Regions from separate parts of the Mus musculus genome. Here region 2 is linked to region 1. A link is a contact called in public promoter capture Hi-C data. All regions are on one chromosome and are shown on one strand. The core of a region is the stretch at or near the end of the contact, and the rest is flanking DNA. Distances in the headings are between cores, read along the strand shown.

Evidence for each region. Promoter capture Hi-C pulls out the DNA fragments that hold promoters and counts their contacts.
Region 2: a promoter capture Hi-C map of second pharyngeal arch cranial neural crest shows a contact between it and region 1. The contact joins the enhancer-like site here to the promoter of Sim1 in region 1. A contact is called at or near these places in 11 of 39 promoter capture datasets (the 3T3-L1 cell line, 3T3-L1-derived adipocytes, the C10 cell line and 6 more), 2 of 484 Hi-C or Micro-C datasets (embryonic stem cells and nephron progenitors) and 12 of 115 datasets of contacts at active chromatin or transcription factors (embryonic basal ganglia, embryonic forebrain, embryonic hindbrain and 5 more).

Annotation. Positions count from the first base shown.
Region 1 is chr10:50,892,985-50,899,643 of GRCm38.p6, reverse strand. Sim1 (single-minded family bHLH transcription factor 1) reads right to left here and starts at 3,993. Exons shown (of 11, transcript NM_011376.3): 1 at 3,573-3,993. The coding sequence starts at 3,747. A230054N11Rik (a long non-coding RNA gene) reads left to right here and starts at 5,110. Exons shown (of 2, transcript XR_871640.2): 1 at 5,110-6,564.
Region 2 is chr10:51,231,852-51,238,510 of GRCm38.p6, reverse strand. No RefSeq gene overlaps it. Among named protein-coding and RNA genes, the nearest start is that of Gm35917, 48 kb to the right of the region's middle. Within about 2 kb of position 2,735, at least 29 of the 459 cell types and tissues checked have an H3K27ac peak or open chromatin away from gene starts, as enhancers often do. A contact at or near this core is called in embryonic basal ganglia, neural tube and second pharyngeal arch cranial neural crest, where this site is marked.

The sequences.
Region 1 (6,659 bases), core at 2,744-5,243:
TTGAGTTAATTCAAAAAATGATTAAGGATTTCAAGTTTTAGATGAATGTTGTAGGACTTGGGAAAATACTTACTAATTTCAACCCTTGTGATTATTTTTATTTTTCATAGATATATTGGCGACTATGCATAATGATACTACCAAGATTAAAAACAGTTAAAGATTTGGAGCCATATCTGATCTTACAGCTTATTCCGAATGACAAAATGCCCCTGGCCAAATCTACAGTAAAAGTGGATAAAAATATGTATGTCTTTGAAAGTTGAATTTGTCCTCTTTTGCATATAAATAAAGTTATATCGTTGTTGTTTTTTAATATCTTAATACATCTTCCTGGCTTTGATAACAACAAAGATTTGTACATTTTTTACATTCTCTGTTTTTTCTGTTTCAAGACAATATTTAGAGTGAATGTGATTAAACAGAAGATAAGCATTTTTAATGACCTCACAGTGCTCTTCCTGGATTTTCCTTTATATAAAATTTAGTCTCTAATGCTGATCCAAAGCTTGTTCCTTCTCCTTCCTCATCTTCCTCCACCTGCATCTCCACAATTGCTCCTGCTTGGAGCCTCACCTCAAAGAGCAAGGATTACAGGTGTGCACCACCACACCCAGTTTTATACTGAATTCTTAGTTATTCCAAATACCTGTATCATTATCTCCACTTCCCTTTCTTTCTTCTTCCCTCCCTCATTTCTCACTCAACTGTTCAGGATTACCTATTCTGAATAAACACACTAATGGCAAAACCTGGACCCAGACAACAGCTACTACAATGATAAGGGGCGGAAATGTACAGGGAATGACCATACAGGGAATACTCACCGGTCCTACACCCTCTCAGATAAGTGTGGAAGAATTTTTTGTTCACTTACCATATAGCCATTGGGCATTACACAGTAGTATAAATAAAGTGTGTGATATGTACAAAAACAAGGTTTACTACATTGTTATGCCTATAGTTATGCCATCAAATCTGTAATCATTTGAAATTAGACAGTTTGTAAAATCCATGTCAAATGTGATAGGATATTTACCGTAATTAAACAGCGATGCTTATTCTTAAAACAAAACTTTATTAATGTCATGTGGTGGGAAAGCTTTAAGACATGTAAAGTAACTTCAAATTCTATTTAGCATCACCAAAAAATTACAGAGATGTAAAGTGTTCAGTTCACCCCCAAGCTTAGGTTGAACCCTAAGTAAAGGCTAAACCCAAATTTGGCACCACCTGCAGGTAGTGCCTGGTTTTGCGGCTTGTCACTCTTTTGCTCCTTTGAAAACCGCTGAGTTTTGTAATTGTTTGCCGTTGTTGTTTTCGTTAATACAGTAAAGGGGTGTACTTTAGTACTTTCGATTTAGTGTTTTTGAAGCTCAAACAATCTCGAAATTAAAACCTCATCTCCAGGTGCCAGCTGTTCTGACGATCCTGTCTAACTCATCGAGTGGAGTCTGCGCGTGAGTTATGAACTCCACAGAAGCTAGCGAAATAAATGATGTGCCCAGAGTTCACACATGGTCCATCCCCGCCCCTCATAAACTCACACTCAGAAGAGGGGAGAGAGGAGAGGTGGGAGGGGCCAGAGTTCGGTGAGAGAGGACTGTAGAAAGCACTGTTAAAGTAGCCAAAAGGGATGGCCTAGCTTGCCGTCCAGAGGACCTCATAACGAGAATATATTTGAGTCCTTCTATTTCTTTATAACGCGATTTTTAATTTTTAAGAATTAGCGCCTTCAGAGGAAAGCTTCTTCTCTTAAAATACAAAAATAAAACAAACAAAAATATCGAGCCGGATCCTCTCAGAGCCCACCCCGAGTCTGCACTGAGCAGACTAGGGCCTCTGGCCTTGTGGGTTCCCGGGCTCTGTTTGTGACTGCTGGGGAAATCAGCCCTCTATTCTTCTCCTGCGGTTATTCGCTGCCCCACTAGCAGCACCATATGCTGCTTCTGATCAAACAGCAAGCGACATCGGCACCAATAATTGACGAGACCCACTAGAAATCACGCAGAAAGGGAGCCCACTGAGACCGCAGTAGCTGACAAATCACTGCTAATAATCCTGTTAGGAACAGCGCAACAGCGGAGTTCGAAATAGCTTTATTTTTATAAAGTAGGCGCTGACAGTATAAAAGACAGAGAGATCTCTTTTTTAAGCAGAAGGCAGTGTGGTATAATGGTGATTCTCCCATCAGCAAGTCTCAGTACAGTTTGGGTCAGAAGTGTGATTTTTAGTTTTTACAGCCTTTCTCCTTTCTCCTAAAAAACAAACCAAGACAAAAGAAAAAAAAACTTTCTCGCTATTCTAAACTGTAATTTCTCTCCTCCCTGGATTTCAGAATGAAAAGAGATGTTCAAGGAACTAACTATATAATACTACTGATGGGTTTGATGATAGAAATAAACTATTTAGAAGGTTTGTGTGGTAGCCCTGGCTAGTTTGCAGCCCTTTTGCAAGTTTTGAACAAACACCAAGTGAAGGAAAACTTCATTCCCAGCAAAAACTAGCCCCCCCCATCAAAAAATAAGATCCCTCAAACACCCAAAACCAACAACAGGTCAAAAAGAAGTTCTCATTTGTCTCATTTGTAAATAAACAAACTTCTTTCTCTAGAAGTTTTGTTTGTCTAGTAATCATTCTTTTACATTCTTAAAACTTCCTCCCCTAACAAAATATTTTTCTATTCTGTTTGTTATTTGGTTGAGGAAGGGTGAGCAAATGGGAGATCAAAGAGCTCCTTCCCTGGAGAGTATTCACGTTTCCTACTAAGTAGATATGAGTTCACACAAGACTATGCTCTGGGAAGTCCGCTCTTCCTCTCACAATGAGTATTAGTAACTGAAATTCCAACTTACAATCCTATCTGCTGCTGGTATTCTAACTTCTAGGCCCTATGAGAGTTTGTCTCGATTTGTCAGCCACCACTGAGGATACATTTCTGTCTGCTCTACTTTCCTCAAATCTTGACTATTTTGAGACAAATTTATGATTTTACAGATAACGCCAAGGCCAGAAATGCAACTCACAAAGCTCCGATTTAAGAATCTCTGGACATCTTAAAAAATGAGAACCAATTTACTATAAACAGCCAAGAGACTGGCGGAGTCCAGGCATACTGTTCGCACACACACGCCTGCCCTCGCGGAATTGTGGCCCTTTTGATAAATTATTATCTAGCTTACCTAGCACTATGTTTATACATCTAATCTATACCTAGCAAAAATAAGCAATTGGGCAGTACTCCTGATTTCTATTGGATACATGTCTGACTAGAGGAACAAAAAGGAAAGTCATGTTTGGATTAGCCGTGCTTTCAACTGAGCCAAATGTTGATAAAAGCACTATTGGGTTATTTCCCAACCAAATATATCGAATGTGTTGGAGAGAGAAATACGGGGAAGAAGAGAAAGACTAAGAAAGGCAGGGAAAGCCCTTTGGCGCTGACTGATCAAATAGCTTGGTTAAATTTCCCTTTTCAGAGAATGTAACCCACGCCGGTAAACACAAGTACATTTCTGTGCTGCTGGGGTAGGTTTACTCCTTCGAAATTCAATCTAGGCACAGACGCTTACCTTCTGGAAAGACCACTCTCATTTTGAGATAGCTGGTCGTGAGTCTGATGATGGATGCTTTGTCCAGTTGGGAGGTGATGGCTGAGGGTAAAGGCAGTAATTTAGCCAGTTCATAAAATTCACTGTTTTCTTTCTCCCTCCTCGTTCGGGCAGCATTTTTAGACTTTTCTTTCATCGTGTCTCGGGCTCCCTTTCTTCTTACAACGTAAACTCCACAGACTCATCCAAAACCAAAAGTTAACTTTCAATTAGAGATCACACTCGGTAAAAACATAACTTTAAACAGGAGGCTGAAGTTTGCTCCGGGAAGACACGAATGATGGACAGGGCAATGCGGCAAACAAAATACTTTCTTGAAAACGTGAGGTGTAAGTATAAAAGAAAGCTGCTGGTTCACGGCAAATCCGGGCAATCCTTTGGGACTCTAAGTATAAAATGCTGGAAGGACTCCCGAGGAGCCAACCTTTTCATCTGATCCGCGGTAAGAACCCGGGTCCTTGGGAAATCGACATAATAATACCCGACGTTTGTTTTCCAACTCCTCTGGTTCTGAGCTGGTTTGTAGGAAACAGGAATCGCGGGTAACTTCTTTCAGATCACTACGAAGACAAGAACACCAAGGAATAAGACATCTGTGGCTAAACTCAAACCCACTATAATTCAGCCAACCGGGCCCCAAAGGGCCTCTGCGCTCATACTCTGCTCGTCACAGCCCTGGGTATTTAAAACTTGGGCAGGTCGGTCCCGGGACAGGCTGGGCTTCCGCTCGCCGCGGCCGGGATGTAGCACCGACGGCTAAATGCGCGTCTGCGGAGAGCTCGGCCGGCCGTGCGCGCCAAGCCAGGCTATCCAGCCGTGCAGAATTCCTCCACTGCCCCGGACTCCGGCTGCCTCTCCCCGGCGGGGTTCACGTCTGAGGGGTTCCTGGAGAAGTGCTGCTTATGCATCAAACCCCCGGGGACTCCCGCAGTTGCACACAGGGCACCGCAGCGCAGAGTTAACAGGTGGCACGCGCGACAGCCCCTCGTAGGCATCACCTGGAGCTCTTGGCTCCTCACCTACCTTACGTCCTCGAGAGCCGCGGAGGCTGCTAAGGCTCCCGCCCCCTAACTGCTTTCAAGCCTGCGCGCTTGCGGAGCCTCAGCGGCAGCCTCCCGGCTGTCACCCGCAGCCCGCAGAGTGTGCCTGGGCCACCTTCCCATGGGCATGAATGGGGGAGGGGTAGGTAGCAGCGGGAGGAGAACACAGGCTGGGGACAGGAGAGGTGTTTTCCGAGTCCGAGTCCTCCGTAGTGTTGGGAGCCGGTACTGTTCCTAATTGGGAGCCCAAAGCGCCCCCCTGTAACTTCTTTATAGCTTACCGGGTTTAGCTTCAACTTCGCTCCCAGGTTCCCTTTCTCCCGCCCTTCTCAAACGCCACTCACAAATTTTCTCTCTTCCTATTGGTCATAGGCAACCAAGACGCGGCGCTCATTGGCCAATCGGGGTGAGTGACGAGCATGCTCCCTGCTCCTCCTCCCCCCCCCCCCCCACGCGACTGGGCTCGCGGCTCGGGTCCTACAGTGAGCCTGGCAGCTCCGCTCCTAATGAGCCCCGGGCGCGGGGTCGCCGCTGCCCCGCTGCCGCCGCCGCTCCAAACCCCGAGGTCTTCGGCGTGCCGAGTGACACTCGCGCTCCCTAGACTCGGGTGTCTGCGCACAGCGTGCGGCCTTGCGGGGGCTGGCTAGCCGAGGCTCCAGGAACGCGTGCGAATAGCATCCCAGACAGTGGCCAGGATTTCCCCACGGCTGCGCGCCTCACGCCTGCAGGACTGGGTGAGGGAGAACGACGCTGGACTTATTTTTTATCCTGACACCACTGTGACAAAATTCATCGCTAGATGAAATAAATGCCCGCCTTTATTCCAAAAAGGGCAACGTTTTCGAAATGATTCGGGTTTGTGACTGATGCAAGATGACTAGGTCTGCTGGGCAGTTTCCTATGGGAACCAGCTAGTGGGTAGTCAGTCAGAAGAAGGATGTGATAGAAGAAGCCTAGAGTGTTGGAACAACTGACATATTAGACGTCTTACAGAGTTATTATCTAAACTGTTGGGCAACTCTGCGGACTTTATTTCGAGAAACAAAAAGACCAGCACGAATATTCCTTCTAGAGAGGACACAATAACTGAGTGAACCTGTAACGTTCCCCAACAGTTCTCAGACGAACTGTTCTCAAAGTACTGTTTCTGGGGAAAACTCTAGTTTAGAGACCCTCCTGTTCTAAGCGCTTTCTCTTCCAGTCATCTCATCAGAGGGCAGCAGATCGCGATGAAAAAAAGGCTAAGTTTCCCTTAAGACAATGAAAGCTTACAGACTTCATCCCGGGCCTTAGAAATCAGCAGTGCACCAGAAACCAAGCGCCCTGCTCCTCCTTTTGCCTCTGAGAAAATAATTTCTTTGAAGAGTCGTGTGCCATCCTGATACATGGCTCACCTTTAAGAATGTTCATTGAAAAATAAGACATCTGTCTCCTCCTTGATCCCCCGCCTCCCAATGGCAGTAAGGACATTGGGAGCTCCTAGGACAATGGGAAACATTCTGGGGGTATGGGGAATAATTACACATCCGAGCGGCACCTGGAAAAAGGAAAGGAAAAGAACTAAACTAAGACTGTGTAGGTGTTTCAAAACTGGAACCACCTAACAGGGTTATAATCCAGAAAGGAGTGGTTTCCTCAGTGGTTGTGGCCACTTAGAGGCCTAACTCTGGGTGGGCTCTATCGTAGTCCATCTAATGATACACTGTCCGTGGGAGGTAGAGGTATCCTGTGGCTCTCATCAAGACTCCAAAAAGACCAGATAACATCAAGTTTCTTATTGGGGTGGTGGTGGTAATTGTGGTAGTGACAGCGGCGGCGGCGGTAGCAGCGGTGAATGAAAAACCTTTCGTGACTCCCTTTTCCAATAAACTGCACAGAACTGAGGATGAGAGCAGCCACAAAACTAAACAGTGGTAGGTACCTTAAGGTTAAGCAGTGGTTTTCTGTTCCGACTGTGCCCTGGACAGGATTTGTGCAGCCTGCCTTTACTTCACACCCCATCTCTACT
Region 2 (6,659 bases), core at 1,486-3,985, 340 kb before region 1:
TGCATATTCTTCTATTCTCTGGTGGCTTCTCTCTCCTTCCAAGCCTGCCACACCTTAACTCTAACTTTATCTCTTCCCCCCAGTACTGGCTGTTGGCATCTTTATTCACCAAATCAGAATTAACTTAGGAACAAGGTCCCAAAGGCTACACACAGATTCTAGGTTTTAGGAGCCCCAAATTAGCATCAAAATACAAACATCAGGCATTACAATGGCCAACCAATGACTGGCCCAACTTGAAACCTACCCTGTGAAAGAGATCCAACACTATTAAGTGTTTTGAATAGGAATAGACTTCATAGGCTTATTTGAATGCTTAGTCATTAGGAAGTGGTACTGGGTGGTGCTATTTGACAGGAATTAGGAGATGTGTTGTTGTTGGAGTCTCTCTCTTTCTCTCTCTCTCTCTCTCTCTCTCTCTCTCTCTCTCTCTGTGTGTGTGTGTGTGTGTGTGTGTTTGTGTGTGCGTGTGTGTGTATGTCCTTGTTGGAGGAAGTGTGTCACTAGGAATAGGCTTTGGACTTTCAGAAACCCAAACCAGGTCCAGTTTCTCATTCTCCTGCTTCCTGTGGATCCAAAATGTAGAATTCTCAGTTACCTCTCTAGCACCATGTCTGCCTACATGCTGTCATGCTTCTTGTCATGAAGATAATGAACTAAATCTCTCAATCTGTAAGCAAGCCCCAAGTAAGGGCTTTCTTTCATAACTTGCTTTGTTCATGCAAGGTGATCTTCATCAGCAGTAAAATTCTTTCAATTAATTTTTTACATTCATGAAAAAGCTTCAAAAATGTTCTAGAGGGCTGTTAAAGAATATTGGACATTTACAACTGTAAGACAGGTGTCTATAATGCTCTAACCCACCACTGGAGTTTCTTCATAGGACTAGAACACTAAGATAAACATCTTTTTTCATGCTTTCAAAACTTGTATTTTATAGTTAGCTTATAAAGTATTTGAATTCTATCTATATGGTGTTTCATATGTGCTTTGTTTCGGCTGACACCCTCCCCTTGCCAAACTTAACTCATCCCCTATCCTGTTTAAAATAAGGATTCCTAATGTCTCCCACTTTCATATCACATATTTTGTTTTGACCCTTCAATTAAATACCTTTTATTACAGCCATTTATCTTCTTGTAAGCCACATCATGTATGCATGCTTCTGGCAACTGTCCACCTCTGCATTTTATCTTCATTAACCATCATTCCACCACAGGATACCTTTTGAGACATCTATTGCAACCAACCAAAGTCACCTTTGGTTGAAGACCAGAGAATGACATTTTCTCTTTATGGGAAGGTGAGTCCTCTGGGGGTAAAATGGGCAAAAGAAGATACCTTGTAACTCCAATCAAACAAGGATCTATAAATTTTTATGCAGGCAAAAGAAACTCTATAAAGGTAAGGGAAACTATGGTCTTATAAAACACAACTATCTTCAAACTGATGGAAATGACTACTAACCAGTATCAAGTAAGAGAAAAGTAGTTAACATGAGACAATTTAGAAATAAAATAAATAAACAAATTTTGGTTAGGGGATTCACACTTAGACGACTAAGATGTTATAAACTTTCATAACTCCTTGTGACAAGTCCCTTAAAGTTTCTGTTCCTTTCCCAGTGACACTTTCATAATTCCCTGAATGAATTGGACAGGGAAATTTTCTCTCTCACCTGTCACTCTCTTGTCTTCTTCCATGTCAACATAGGAGAAAAAAAAGCAGAAAACTTGCCTTTCAATAATAGTCATTATCACCAACAACCATCCAGCTGGTTTGACAGCCATCCAGCTGGGTCTTGTTTGAGAAATATTTATGGTGCCATCAATTAAATGTGAAATTAATCACAGTACAAAAAAGTAGAATTCTGTCAGGAGAATCAAGCAGCAACACTCTGATGGAGGTTTATAGCATTATAGACACCTGTCTTACAGTCGTAAGATGTTCAATATTCTTTAATGGCCCTCTTGAAGCTTTTTGATGAATGTAAAAATTTAATTAGAATTTTACTGCTGATACGGTGTTTCTTAACAGGGATACAGTGATTGATGACTACATGAATTATTCTGGCTACATGGATCACAATTTCACTACACCACCATATGCCATCAGAGCTTAGGCTAGATACCAGTCATTCTTGACCTATGAAATCCTGCCTTGTGGTAGAGAGTCTGGGAGAATCTATCAACCCTAAAGCTGCTGATGTCATAGTTTCAGGAACCATCACCGTATTTGACTAGCAATAGTTAATTTCATGTGTCTTGGACTTTGTTGATATACAGTCATTTAGAAAGAGACAGTGCTTTTCATTCAAAGCACTTATCACAGAGGAATGGATCTAAGAAGATTGTCATCTCTGATTATTGGATTCTATCAATTTTAATCAAAGAGAAAAGCAGTTCTCATGAAAATGTCACTAGGTATTCCTGATAGTTCTGAATTGCTACTTATATACAAAACTGAAACCACCAAGTGCACACTGCAAGGAGAGGTTGGGGGTGGGGTAGAGGTGGGGTTAGGGCTGTGGCCCTTCAGGCGTTAAGTGCTTTAACCTCAGGCAAACTCAACCTTGGTTCACCTTAACATCTTGGAACTGACAAATCTCCTTCACATATAATAATTCTTGCCTGTGCTTCTGTGGGGGTGATTGACAGGTTCACCCCCTCCTCCCTCCAGGCCTGGGCAGCCCTGTTAGCTGTTTTGTCAGCTGCAACCTGCCTGTGCCTGGTGAGGCCACAGCCTGTCGCTCCACTCTGCGGGAGCCCGGCTTGCCTGGCCTCACTGCTGCTCTGGCTAACATGCTGCCTCTGGGCCTAGGGAGACCTTTCCAGTCTACAAATAACGCTGGAGAATTTAGACTAATCGGTTCAGCTTCCCTGAGGCAAAGGGGGAAAAAAGGTTTCTTAAAAGCGAAAGGATTAAGAGAGAAAGTGAGCAAAGTGGTTTCCACTTAGGGAATCCAAGAGAGTACAATCAATTGAATAAATGGTTCACCCAATCACTGGGAAAGCAGGTGGGAAAACCTTGTTTTGTGGCTTTTTCCTTTGTAAGATCATTTATAGAATCATCTATGCATAACACATCGTAAGGAAGTGGGTTTTTTTTTTTTAACGTGGAAGATATTTTCTTTTTCTTCAGTATAAAAAAATTCTTGAAAATAAATAAAAATATCACACACCGAAATTCACCAGACCCAAATACACACAAAAATCTACTAATCCAATACAGCATGATGAACTTGTGTACAGTTAGAACTGGTATTCAACCTAGAATGCTGTGATAATTAAATTTATACCCTTATCTACCAACCTCCCAAAAACCCATGATAGAATAAGAATTAGAAAAGCATATATATTCACATATACTACCAGCATTCAGTCCTTCCTCATACCCTTATATTTAGCATTTCTTGTTCTCTATTCTTCCTAAACTGTTCTACACTTGTTTACATATATGCATATATTATTGACTATATTCCACATATGAGAGAGAACACGAAGCTTATTTCTTTCTGAGATTGTGTAATCTTGTGTAATATTATATGTCCTAAGTCCTAAGTGGATATACTTAGCCACAAACTTTTAAATTTCAGTTTTATTTAGAGAGTTTTATTATATTTCAATCTATAATGAGGTTGATCCCAATTCTTTGGTATAGTGAATAAAGTGGCAATAAATATTTTCTTTACTGAACAGTCTGTCTTGAGTACTTTTTGTTAATAGCTAAAATTCTTCATTCTTCATGTGTACACACACACACAAATGAGCTCACACTCACACATGTGCTCACACATGCATATATATATATATGTACATATATATATATATACATATACATATATATAGTCACACATGAGTGCACCGCATTGATTTTTCCATTCTTCAACTATAGTAGTTAAATAATAGGATAATTAAAAATGGGAAGCAGAAAGATATATGTGGTCTATAAGAAGGACCAAGAGACAGTAGATTCAGTAGATTGTGTCATGAAAGATCTCAGGATAAGCAGTCTAGGAGCCCATGCACCAAATGTTGAGACAGAAAGGGGACCTCTTTGTGCTTGCCTTTTTGATCTTGGCTAAGGTTTCCCAAAAGTTATACAGATTACTTCATCTGGGGTCCCAAAGACCACTTCCTGGTGAATTAAATTTGGTTGGAAATTAGGTGTCCCATTGAAACTACTTGCTATCTGTAATTAAATTTGAATCTCACTTAAGAAAGCATTTTCATTGGCAGGAAAGAAATCTTCAAGGGAAAAAAATACTTTCAGGTGTTGATTCGGATAACTAACCCCTTGCACTTGGTAGGTCATTAGATCTCACTAGTTTGTAATGCAATCAGAGTCAGCATTCTGCTCGTAAGGGTTGCTTGGTAATTTGCTTGTTAATATATTAGCACACAGTATTGATCAAATGGCTAATCCAATCACACGCTTGTAATCGATACCTTATTGATTACCCAGCTTGGTGATCACTTTTGTTAGGCTCAGTCAATAGCAAATGCCAAGTAGCCTTTAACACACCCAATTAGCTTATAAAATAAACCAAACATTTTGTTTGGCCCTGAAAGCAAAGATCAATGAAAAGCTTTGGAGTTGAACTCAGATGAGTTTTTCATCAGCTTTTTTTCCGCTCCTGCAGCCACTCAAGTTCACATTAACACCCTCCCACTAGTTTTGAAGACATCTGAAAAGCAGCTGCCAGGTCTGAGACAGTGAAGCAGCTGTAAGCTATAAATCACCAGGGTTAGGGATTCTGAGTTGCATGTTGGCATGTGGTCTGTCAGATGAGAAAAAAAAATAGAGTCATAAAAGAGGCAAAGGTTAGAGGTACCTAAAGTTTAGAAGCTTGAACTTGTGCTGTTGATCATGCAAGGAAACTTTGGCATTGGTGATTCTAAGCGCTCTTTAACATTTACTTAATTATATGCATTTGCTTCCATGTTTGCTCCCTGGATGGCCCAACACTGGATGACCCAACTCCGGCTTTTTGCTTGCCATCTTGCTGCTGTTAAATTGATCATTCATGTCATCAAATAGAAGTCCAGTAAAAACTAGGTTAAGTAAGAAATTTCCAGAGATATCAAAATTAGCCTGATCTTTCCAAGACCATAACTTGTCTTAAACTTCAAAATGAAAGCAACACTCACAATGGATTGGCTACCACTTGTTCTGAGAGATGGGTGCTGAGGGCCTGAGAGTTTACTGACATGCTTATTAGTTCATCATGGGAAAGCCGGTGAGATGGCTTGCTGGAGCCCATCAACAACCACATAGTTGACTTCCCATGGTTATACAAAGCAATGACTTGGCTGGTGAAGCATAGGGTGTGCATAGAGTGAAGCAGAGTGTGCCTATGCTGGCAAAGTGAAGCAAGGACTGAAGTCAAACCCAGGATGTTTGTGTCTGAACACCCCTCTCCCCTTTTGTGAACAGAGAATTCACTAAATACCAATTTAAAAAGAAAAGCGATCTTCAGAAAGAATAATTTTCCTGAGGATTTAGGACACCTGGATTATGGCTAAATAACCATCAATCATTCAAATAACCAAACTCACAGAACTAACAGGGTGGATTACCACTATTATTTATCAGGAAATGTAGATAAAAGTGACTTTTTTAATAGACATTATCTAGATCATTTGACCAAATATTTTTCTTGCTTTGATGTCAAGATGCATGAATTAAATAAAATCAAAGGTATATGTTTTCCAAGGACTTCTTAAATATTTCTGTTTTTCATCTGCTTCTTAGAGTAATTTGATTTGGGCTATTTAAGCATATTTTGTTTTGTTTTGGTTGCTTATGTGTTAAATAAAAAAATTCTAAAGTAACTGTATGTTCCATCACTTTAAGAGGATTTGTGCTTATTGGTTTTCTTTCATGGAACCAGTTCTTTGGGGCTCTGTTACTGTTGTTGCTGTCATTAGGGTTGTAGTTTGGTTTGGTTTGGATTGGTTTGGTTTGGATTGGTTTGGTTTGGTTTGGTTTGTTTCTCTCCGTGACATGAGCTATCCAATCCAGGCTAGGGATAGAACACAGGATGTTGGCACATGATAGCCGAGCATTCCTGAGCTGAGCTGGATCTGCATTCCTTGAACCACTTTGTTTTTGTTTGTTTGTAAATTGAACTGAGTTAGAAAAACAGTAAACTTCAAGTACCATGGCATGACTTAGCAGAGATGAAAGAAAACAGATTCCTACCCCTGAGAGAGACCATGAGATCAAGATGACCTTCCCAGACAGAGAAAAGTGATCTGAAGTAAAGTTAAACTGGCTGGTGTGCCACAGGTACCTCCACATCTCCTGAGAGGTTTCCCTCTACGGTCTATCACCCCCAGATTTCATTGTTCCTATGAAAGATCCCAACTGAGGAGATAGTATTGCTTAAGCTGTAAAGCCAGCCTGCCTGTGTTCAGTCTGAACTCTGAATTACTGACCATGCTTTGTAGTTATTTTTATCATTGCTTCAGTTTGAGAATCCATAAAAGACAAGTAATTGTAAAAATCTATCTCTTGGGGGTTTCATAGCAATCAAATGAGTCAACACATGTGAAAGCTGTAATCACTCCAGAAGTGCTGGCTATCCTCATTAAAGCCTTCATAAAAGTGGCTTCCTCTTGAAGTTCCTTCAATCCTTGGTAGAAGTTCAGGGTCAG